3 separate regions of the Mus musculus genome follow, and all the other regions are linked to region 2. The links are chromatin contacts, called in public promoter capture Hi-C maps. All regions are on one chromosome and are shown on one strand. The core of a region is the stretch at or near the end of the contact, and the rest is flanking DNA. Distances in the headings are between cores, read along the strand shown. Region 1 overlaps Uhmk1 (U2AF homology motif (UHM) kinase 1). Region 2 holds the start of Olfml2b (olfactomedin-like 2B). Region 3 overlaps Uap1 (UDP-N-acetylglucosamine pyrophosphorylase 1).

Region 1 (3,132 bases), core at 273-2,772, 450 kb after region 2:
ATTTACATGAGGAGCTGCTTCTGTGGTCATTAGTAGCAGGTCTCTACGTTTCTACTGATGACCACAAGATACAAGTGAATTCTTTTGAAGGGCAAGTATGGTTAGCACATGTTCCCATATCTCATAAAAAAGAGATCCTTGCAAATAAACTGCAGGTAGGCTGCCAAGCTTTACCGTGCAGTATGCTGCTAACACTGCTGTACTCACAGCATTCTGTGAACCTCATCCATGCAGATGTAGCTATGCACATGTGTAGAGTTGACACTGTAGACTTGTTACAGACGATGCTAGCCAGATTTTAAGGGAGCTGAGGAAGTAAATGAGTGAGCCCGAGTAATTACATTGAGATCATTGAATTAAATAGTTTATATTGAAGTCACAGACTTGAAGACAAAAGATAACCTGCTATGATTTAAACCATTGTGTGATAGCTCTTAGCCCATTTTACCAAAGAGGACAGCTGCAGATTCCTCCTCCTCTGATACTATCAGGACTTTCATTTTAATATCTTTCTTAAACTGGGACCAAATAATACTACAAAAGATGCAATTTTCACAATAAATATATGCACAGGGATTTTAATTCCTTGAAATTATTAAAATCCTAGAATTCTCTTACTAAGGGGTAAAGAAGTGAGCGCTCATGTTACTTAGTCCCTGTCTTTGGGGGCAAATTTTATCTCAGGTAGTTTTTCTCTCCCTATGTTAAGATTTGTGCTTCCTTCCTTCTCTCTTGCCTCCTTCGGTTCGTCTTTATTCTTCCAAAGCACTATACAGTGCACATTTTGTCCCTGATTAGGCACAGAAAGCGATTGCCCGAGGGAAAACTTGGGGTTCTTTTGAAGTATTTGGAGGAGGAGACTTGTAGCCATTATCAAAACTATAACTCTGTAGTTGGAAGAGAATAATAGTGCTGGGTACCCCAGAAAGGTACTGCCTGCATTTCACCATAAGTCTACATTTATTATGACTGGATACTCTTCTTCCTTTGTGACCATTGGCACAGCGTCTCCCTTTGGGAACTCTTCCTCTCTGCTAAACTGATCTAAATTTATGGCTGCTTTTAGAATCAAATGACTAACATAGTTCTACTCATCTGTCTCTGTTTTAATTGAGAGGAGTGTGGTCTTCTCGTCGTTATGTAGCTGCTGAAGATATGTTAACCTGCCAGCAACTGTGCTGCCACCCAGAGAAAGGTGCCGAAGTATGAGGGGCATAAGGCTTCCTTCTGTCTTAGTCTAGACTTTCCCTCAGGCAAGGCACCACTTAGAGGATAACGTAGAAGCAGGCTGAGGATCATGCTGTTTTATGGCTCTTCTGAATGTGGCAGGTGGCTGACAACTTGGCATCATTCTTGTTAGTTCTCCCGCCAGTTTATTAAGCAATTTTATTTTTAACAGTCGCTGAAAATGAGCATCATCGTGCCTACCTGGTGGGAATTATAGCAGTACAGTGGGAGGGGACGCACTGGTGACCATGCACTTTACCTAGACTCTCACCCAAAGGGTACGGGCTGGGCTCTTTGTTCAGGTTAGGGTACAGATCGTGATGTTTCATCTGTTGGATGATGTGTAGCTAAAGTTCTGGGCAAGTCAAATATTAAACCTCACCTGGCCGATGTCCCAGGGGAACTGCACTGTCGCCTTTCTCTTGGAATAACTTGGATTGATTCGTGTGAGTCCAGAATTTTCTTGGCATACTTTTTAAAAAAATGTATAAAATGATCCCAGTTTGACTTATTTCAGAATTACATGTTGATGGAAAGGCCAGTTATCTGTCACATCTGATTCTGGGATCTAGTTTCATTTATCAGGTTCTTTCTTCAGCACTTACTGATCCAGCTCTCTCTTTCTTGTAAGTTGTGGACACTTACACACCCGTCCTTGGTCACTTCTAGTTCAACAGAATCCCCATTTCTTGAGGTGCTCGGCAAGTTACCTTTCTTTGCCTAGGGTTTGGCACTCTTCACTTGGCGTTGCCTGTCTCCTCAAATACACACTGCTCTTGTTGAGGCTGTTGTGTGGAGCTCATCTGGTATGTTTAGATTCCTGGGAGGTTGGGTGTTCGAGACAGGGGTTCTCTGTGTAGCCTTGTCTGTCCTGGAACTAGATTTTAGATTCTTAATCATGGAGAAGCTTGGATATTTTAGTTTTTAGAGTGTCCCCATTTTTTTTAAGAATGAATTTTGATCCTTTCTCTACCTTATAACATAGGATGGATCATGATTTTTATCTTTGCCACCTCCCCCAGATGGTGGTCACCAGTGACTATTGCTTTACACTGTGACAAGCAGTTGGCAGGTACTAGGTATTGAAGAAGGTAAACAACTTAGAGTATTTTTGCTATGACTTTATAGGAGAAATGAGCTGTCAAAAGAAATATGTACAAGCCAGGGAGCATTTAGGATAGAAAGTTTTTGGAGACAGGGTTTTGCAGTGTAGCCTAGACAAGCCCCCAGCTCAGGATCTTCCTGCTTCAGCTTCCCAAGTGCTGCTTGTCACAGATGTGCACCATCTTGCCCAGCTCTGCTAGGAAGCTGTTCTATAGATGGTCATAGGTGTTTTTCAGGATATAAGACTAACACACAAGTTTACACACCTTTTGTTGTCCTGATAGTGTCTATAGCTCAGCGCGTTCCCTGATTCTTGTGCTGCTTACGGGAGTGATTGTTTTAAACATGCTGTTTTTGTGCCTTTCAGAGAGTCATAGTCATGGTAGCTGTGTTTGCTGGAGTTCATGGGAACCTCACTAAAGGATGGCCGGAGTGCTAGACTGGTAGCAGTCATGATAATGCCAAGAAAAAGTGGTGGCTCTTTTGAAGGCTCAGTGTGCTTTGTGAACTGAGTTCTTAGTGTTTAGTGGCAAGGCAGGCCCGCTTTTGCTTGCCTTACAAGGTCATTTCATCTCTGTTGTACAAAACACGGCTGCTCCTGCTCTACCTCTCTGTTAAAGCAAAGCAAGTCACATTCTTGAAGACTGGAATGCTTACTTTTTTGTTTGTTTCTTACTGAGAACCTTGTATAAGCAGCTACTACTGCCACCTTCAGCTCCTGATGATCTGTGAGCGGGTTCTAGCCATTCTTTAAGATCCTTGGTCAGACTCCCTTCCCTTCGCTCTGTCAGCCCCTCTTAC
Region 2 (3,020 bases), core at 421-2,920:
TCTACGGAGAGAGAAGACCCAGACTGAGGGCCTGGAGGAGGTACAGGCAACGCACTCAGCATCCTTCCTCGGACAGTATCCATCCCAAGGACCAAGGAGACGCCCACTGTACACCAGCATGCCAGCTTTGGAAAGCAGGAGTGCCACATAAGTGTGAGAAGCGTCCCTTACAGTCCTGAGAAGCAGGCTGGAGCATGCTGGAAGCCAGGCTCTCCCTCTTTCCCTTTTAGCTTCTGCTCTTCATCTCTGAGAGGGCTGGTAATCAGGGTGTTCTGAGGACTGAGTTAGTTCATAAACGGACACACTACAGCACGAATCACCATCCTGGGTCGCTTGGCCCCCTCTGGGAATCAGCCACAACTGTGTGGCTCGGCACTGACACTCCACTCCAGGTACACCAGGTCTTAACATAAATCCCTCTGTTTTGGAGTCCCCCTCATAAGCATCACACATGTAGCACATCACACACTCTGTCTTCACCAAGTGCTTCTGTCCGAGTGTCTCCTCTGAAGCCATAAACCACCTCCCATGGCTTATACCTATCCCATCTGCCTCCTTTCCAACTTGTCCTCCTGTTTACACATTCCAATTCTGACAGGCAGTCTCATAGGCAAGAGGGACTTTTCACAACCATTACATCACACACACACACACACACACACACACACACACACACACACACACACACACACACACACACCCCTTTCTTCTCAGTGGTATTTTCCTTTCCTCTCCTTTCTCCTGACTTGGTAAGCCTGAAACACTCCACAGTTGTGACCCATGCCCTTACTTTTTAACACAGTACTTTAACACAACCCAACAAAACTAAAGTCAGGGCTGTAGAATCTCCACTCTTAGTGCAGGTAAGAGGGACCAGAAGTTCAAGACTAGCCTCAGCTATAAAGTGAGCTGGAAGCCAGCCTGGTCTACGAGAAAGCCTGTCCAACACCAAACGAGCAATATAGTGTGATAAACTAAAAGTGAACATCCACTTCACTAAAAATACAGAGAAAAACAGCTGCTCATAAATCTTTCATCCAGGACCAGCCTCAGGTCCTTGAGGTCCCCCAAGGCAAGAGGGGTGGGCACGCGATTCCTCATCCTACCTGAGATAAAACGTTCTCCTGGTTGTCCGCCTCGTTTTGCAGAATGTCATCTTCCGTGGGCTCCACTGTTTGCACATCAGGGGGCTCGCTTGTCCCTGTGGGAGGTGTAGTGGACCCCCAGACCTGTGCCACCACCAGAGCAAAGCAGAGAACCAATGGCAGGGGATAGGCCATGAGAGATGCGACAGTAGGGACTTTAGTCCCTACAGAGACCACCTTGGGTCGGAGGTCTCAGCAAAGACAGGCTGGAAGGCGGCTTCACTGGAGTCCGGAAGAGTAGATGTTCAGAGAACCGTCTAACGTCTAAAGCTGGGTGTGGCTGAGTGGAGCAGGACTGTGCTCCCCAGAGACCCTGAACATCTCCTCCCAGACCCCAGCAGCTTAGACTGTGCAGAGAGGACACAAGAAAGAGGTGACTGAGGGAGCAGAGGAGGGCGCCGGCTCGACGAGGGCAAGCCGCAGCAGCGTGAGCTCAGGTGGAAGGCTAGCGCCGGGAAACTCGGGACACCCGGAGACTGGGCGCAAGATGGACAGTGGCCACAGCGCAGGAGGCAAGGGAGGGCTGCTGGCCCAGGGCGCCGCGGGGCTGGCGCGGAGGGAGGGCGGAGCCTCTATTGTGCCGGGCAGAAAGATGCAGCCAGTGACGGCCCGGAGGAGGAGGACCGGGAAGCGCACAGACTTGGGCGCTGCGCCCGGGGACCCCGCCTCCTCTAGGGTTCAGCCACTGCGCTTAAGCGGGCGCCGGCTGGCGTGGGAAGGGCGCTGCTGGCCTTGCATCTGATTGTAAATGGTCATCCGAGAGGGACTCCGTGTGCCTTTTCTCGAGTTTTCTTCACGCCCGAGCTCCGGGGGAGCCCTGACTTGCTCCCTGGACTGCAACCGGGACAGCGGAGAAACACGACCTCTTCTCTTGAAGTGTTTTATTGTTGTTGGTTTTTGTTTTGTTTTGTTTTGTTTTCCGGAACTTGACTCCATCTGGAGTACGGGAAGCTTTGAACTTACGAACAATTGTAATCTTCATGTCTGCTACAACCCTAGAACCTGATAATACCCCCACCCAGAGGATGCATCTTGAACCTCTGACAGAATGTGGAGGGAGTTGGATACATTTTTAAAATATGGAGAGTGGCTACAGGTCTCTGCTGTCTCTGCTGTTCTGTTTGTCCTAGTGACTTCCCAGAATCAAACGCCTACCACAGGGAATGTCTCTTGCAGTCTCCGTGGTTTGGGACAAATGGACAGGCCTCTCTATCTGGCCAGATAATCTCTAAAGGGTATATACATGTAATGGTGCGGTCCTCTTTTGGGCTCTTTAATTAGTGACCCTGAATATGCCTACTATGAAGATTAACAATGTGTCACTTTTGGAAAGAGCATTAAGTCTTCTGGGACAATTGCCACTCTGAAATACTCAGCAGAGTCAGGTCGATTCTGAGGGGCTCTAGCAGAGCTGAGCATGGCAGGCATGGCTCTGGCAGGCCTTGCCTTCTCCTAGCCCATCTTCCTTGTTAAAAACCGTTCCATTACATTCCTAAAGCCAGCCACCAAGATCTAGTCCCCCTTTTGGCCGACTCCTGCCCCCTGAGGCTATTAAGGGCCCCTCCCTTTGGCTGCCCTAATTAATCTGTACAATCAAAAATAAACCCCTCATCTAAACAGGGGACTTCCCCTTTACCTTTATAAACTGTCATTTGCCTATGTGCCACATCTGCCTCCTCTCTATCCAGAGGCAGTGTTCCTTTCCCCTTCTCCTTCATTCTCTATCACCTGACTTGTATTCCCTGCCCTTTGTTCCTTGGGGGCAAATAAATCTCCTTTGGGCTGAGAACTTGGTCTTGGGATGTCTTGTGCTGGATGCATATCAATCCCTTCAAATGCAAAGACCTAAAAGATATTCTACCCCCTAGAGAAATC
Region 3 (3,199 bases), core at 700-3,199, 500 kb after region 2:
TCCAGGGCAGGCTCCTGGCAGGGAGAACAAAGTTGGCTGTATACTGTGTAGCATAAGCGAGATGAAAACAGCATTCTGCAAATGTATTTTACTCAGTTGAATATATGTGCTCTCAGGATGGAGTTTGACTACTACTGATATTCATTCAACAGCTGCATATGGAGAAGACATCTCTCATTTTATTTGCACACTTTTTGGCTTTGTTTTTATTTTGAGAAAGGGTCTTGGTTTTCAGCCAAGTCTGGCCTGGAACTCTGTTTTCCTATGTATCTTCAAGTGCAGGGATTATAGCCACATACCACCATATATGGTTAGGCCACTGTTTTCATCATTGAGTTATTTAGATTCTAAAGTATATATCTTTTTGTTTTCCTTTATTAGCAGGCCATTTTATAGCTAGAACTAACACAGCCTCTCTCACCTGGTTAGTGGCAAGATTTTTTTTATTGTGGGTTTTATATTATTTTTGCTATTATTTTTATAGTTAAAGGTCAGCTGATGTTTTTGCTGCCCCCCCTCCCTTTTTAAAAAAGATTTATTTATTTGTTATATGTAAGTACACTGTAGCTAGCTGTCTTCAGACACCCCAGAAGAGGGCATCAGATCTCATGACAGATGGTTGCTGGGACTTGAACTCAGGACCTTCAGAGGAGCAGTCAATGCTCTTAACCACTAAGCCATCTCTCCAGCCTTTTTGCTGCCCTTTTAAAAGTTAGTAAATTTAGGGGCTGAAGAGATGGCTCAATGGTTAAGAGCACTGATTGATCTTTAAAAGAACCCAGGTTCAATTCTCAGCACCTACATGGCAGCTCACAACTATCTGTAACTCTAGTTTAGGAGATCTTACACACACACACACACACACACACACATACACACACACACACACACATACACACATATCCCAATAATAAATAAACATTTAAAAAATGAAATGGAAATATTTCATGTAAGACAGAGAAAAAGTAAGTTGGAGATACTTTGAAGAATAAAAGCAAGGATGTGGAGTCTTGACAAAAGTGACTTTTTTATTTTTCATCTTAATTTACTGTTAACTACTAAAACTTTCCTTGGTGATGGGATTAGGGGCCAGCTGGCTATTGGGCCATTTCATCAGTAAGCTGAGTGTCTAGGTTTGGTGATGACCGTCCTGTCTTCTCTTCTTCAGGGCCTCTGAATTTGCCTATTGAAGTCTGTTTTCTTAGTTCCTTCCTGTTTGGATTCAAGGACTATCACTTTGGGGCAGGAACAGACGTTACATATTCAGACCAGTTTTAGATTTGTTTCTTGGGTTCAAAACCATACTGTCATCATAGTGACTGAATCCTTCAGGGGATTAACTAACCTGGGCTCTGTGCGTCTTACCAATGTGCTAGGCCTTCATTTTCCATATTTGGTTTAGTCGGACTGAGCTTCTCCGGAGGGGTCAGAAGGTCCTTGTCATAAGAATATGGCAGACTATGTGGGGAGACCTTAGCTTCTTTTCTTGTCACTAGACTGTCATTTCCCTTTGGAATTGGTTTAGTCATTTCTCTAGCAAGCTCCCAAGCCTGCAGCTGCAGTTAGTATCCACACGACGCAGGAGAGACTAGTCATTCCTAACAGCCTACTGGGATTCAAGGCACAGCCATAAAAATTAAGAGATGTTGTCAGGCACTGTGAGACTATTCTGACATGTGGCATGCGTAATATTTATTCTTGGAGACAGGGATGTGCAGGCATCTAATACGTTTATCAGTGAACAGAAGCAGTCATGAAATGAGGAGGGGGGGAATGTTGGAGCTGGTGCTAAAACTTGGAGGGTGGGTATGGTGTCTTTAGTCAGAGGGGCTGTGATTGGGATAACTTGGACTATTCCCAAGACTGGTCTCCATTACTATATAGCGACTCATGAGTGAAGCAGCAGGCTGCGGGCATTGGAACAGAACATAGAGTGCCTTGAGTGGACTCAGGTGACCTACTTAGTAACACTGGCCTCTGACTGGCTTTAGGAGCCATTCTTGGAAGAGGAGAGACCATAGCTTGAGGCTACAAAGAGGCTGGGTTTTGTGTGTGCCATCTACTTGTTGCTAAGACTGTTTCTGTTTTTAAGAGAAGTTCGTGGTCAAGTGCTGGGAATACAGTCATGTTCCATCTGCCTGTCTCTCTCTCTCTCTCTCTCTCTCTCTCTCTCTCTCTCTCTCATCTTCCCTTCCTCCCTCCCTCCTTCTGCCCCTCCCTCCTTTCTTCCCTTCCTTCCTTTCTCTTTTAAAAAATCATTTTTTCAAATTATTTTATCTTTTAAAAATATTATTGTATCACTTTCCCCTTCTCTTTCCTCTCTTCAACCCCCTTTGGTTTCTGTCAAAATCATGGTCTCTTGTTGATGTAGGAATGTATGTATATATGTATGCATGTATTTATGTTTGTATCTGTATATATGCACATCTATGTAAATTTACACACACACAGGTGTAAGTACCTAAATCTGTAAATCAGCCTGCTCTGTCCTAGTCCCTTTAGTGTTACTTGTGTGTCTATAATTTTAGAGCAGCCTGCTCCGTCCTAGTCCCTTTAGTGTTATTTGTGTGTCTATAATTTTAGAGCTGACCACTTGGTATTGGATCACCAATTAGAGGGCTCATTCCTGGGAAGACTGTTTCTCCTGCTCCCAGCATTCCTTTGTTGCCTGTAATTCTTTGTCTGGGGGTGGAATCACGTGAGAGTTCTCCCTTCCATGTTAGCATGGCTACTGATGTTGTCCTTGTTCAGGCAGCCATATTGTTCAGGTGTCACGGGTGAAGCTTCCTTGTCATTTTCAGGAGACACAGTATCACAGTTTTCCTGATTCTCTGGAGTTTAAAGTCTGTCCGCTTCCTCTCTGAGATGTTCCCTGAGCCTTTGCTACAGGAGTTGTACATGCATTCATCGGGGCAGGGCACCCACATGCCCTTTTTCTCTGTGTTTTGACTAGTTGTTGCAAAGAGAGGTTGTTTGGGTTTTGTTTTTGTTTTTGAGAGAGAGATAAGAGCTATGCTAATCTTTTAGTATGAGGATGGATATTTAGAATATAGTTAGAAAGATGGCCAGCGTTGCCTCTCCTGAGTTCCATGACTTTACCAACCTTGGATGATTGACTAAACTGAGTTCCAGGTATGGTTGACCCCTGCTAAGTGGACTTTCAGTCCGATAAAGAGTGCCATTATTGTACCCTTAGATA

What was found. Promoter capture Hi-C pulls out the DNA fragments that hold promoters and counts their contacts.
Region 1: a contact with region 2 is called in a promoter capture Hi-C map of liver. The contact joins the enhancer-like site here to the promoter of Olfml2b in region 2. A contact is called at or near these places in 8 of 39 promoter capture datasets (the 3T3-L1 cell line, cranial neural crest, embryonic stem cells and 4 more), 2 of 115 datasets of contacts at active chromatin or transcription factors (both in embryonic stem cells) and 1 of 9 other capture datasets (embryonic stem cells).
Region 3: a promoter capture Hi-C map of stem cell-derived epiblast-like cells shows a contact between it and region 2, with 4 times the contacts expected there. The contact joins the enhancer-like site here to the promoter of Olfml2b in region 2. A contact is called at or near these places in 5 of 39 promoter capture datasets (the 3T3-L1 cell line, the C10 cell line, cranial neural crest and 2 more).

Annotation. Positions count from the first base shown.
Region 1 is chr1:170,194,856-170,197,987 of GRCm38.p6, reverse strand. It overlaps Uhmk1 (U2AF homology motif (UHM) kinase 1), which reads left to right. Exons shown (of 8, transcript NM_010633.4): 8 at 1-3,132. Among named protein-coding and RNA genes, the nearest start is that of Uhmk1, 19 kb to the left of the region's middle. Within about 2 kb of position 1,522, at least 6 of the 459 cell types and tissues checked have an H3K27ac peak or open chromatin away from gene starts, as enhancers often do. A contact at or near this core is called in liver, where this site is marked.
Region 2 is chr1:170,643,182-170,646,201 of GRCm38.p6, reverse strand. It overlaps Olfml2b (olfactomedin-like 2B), which reads right to left and starts at 1,670. Exons shown (of 8, transcript NM_177068.4): 1 at 1,107-1,670. The coding sequence starts at 1,280.
Region 3 is chr1:170,144,526-170,147,724 of GRCm38.p6, reverse strand. The region is part of intron 9 of Uap1 (UDP-N-acetylglucosamine pyrophosphorylase 1); the gene reads left to right. Among named protein-coding and RNA genes, the nearest start is that of Uap1, 29 kb to the left of the region's middle. Within about 2 kb of position 1,949, at least 26 of the 459 cell types and tissues checked have an H3K27ac peak or open chromatin away from gene starts, as enhancers often do.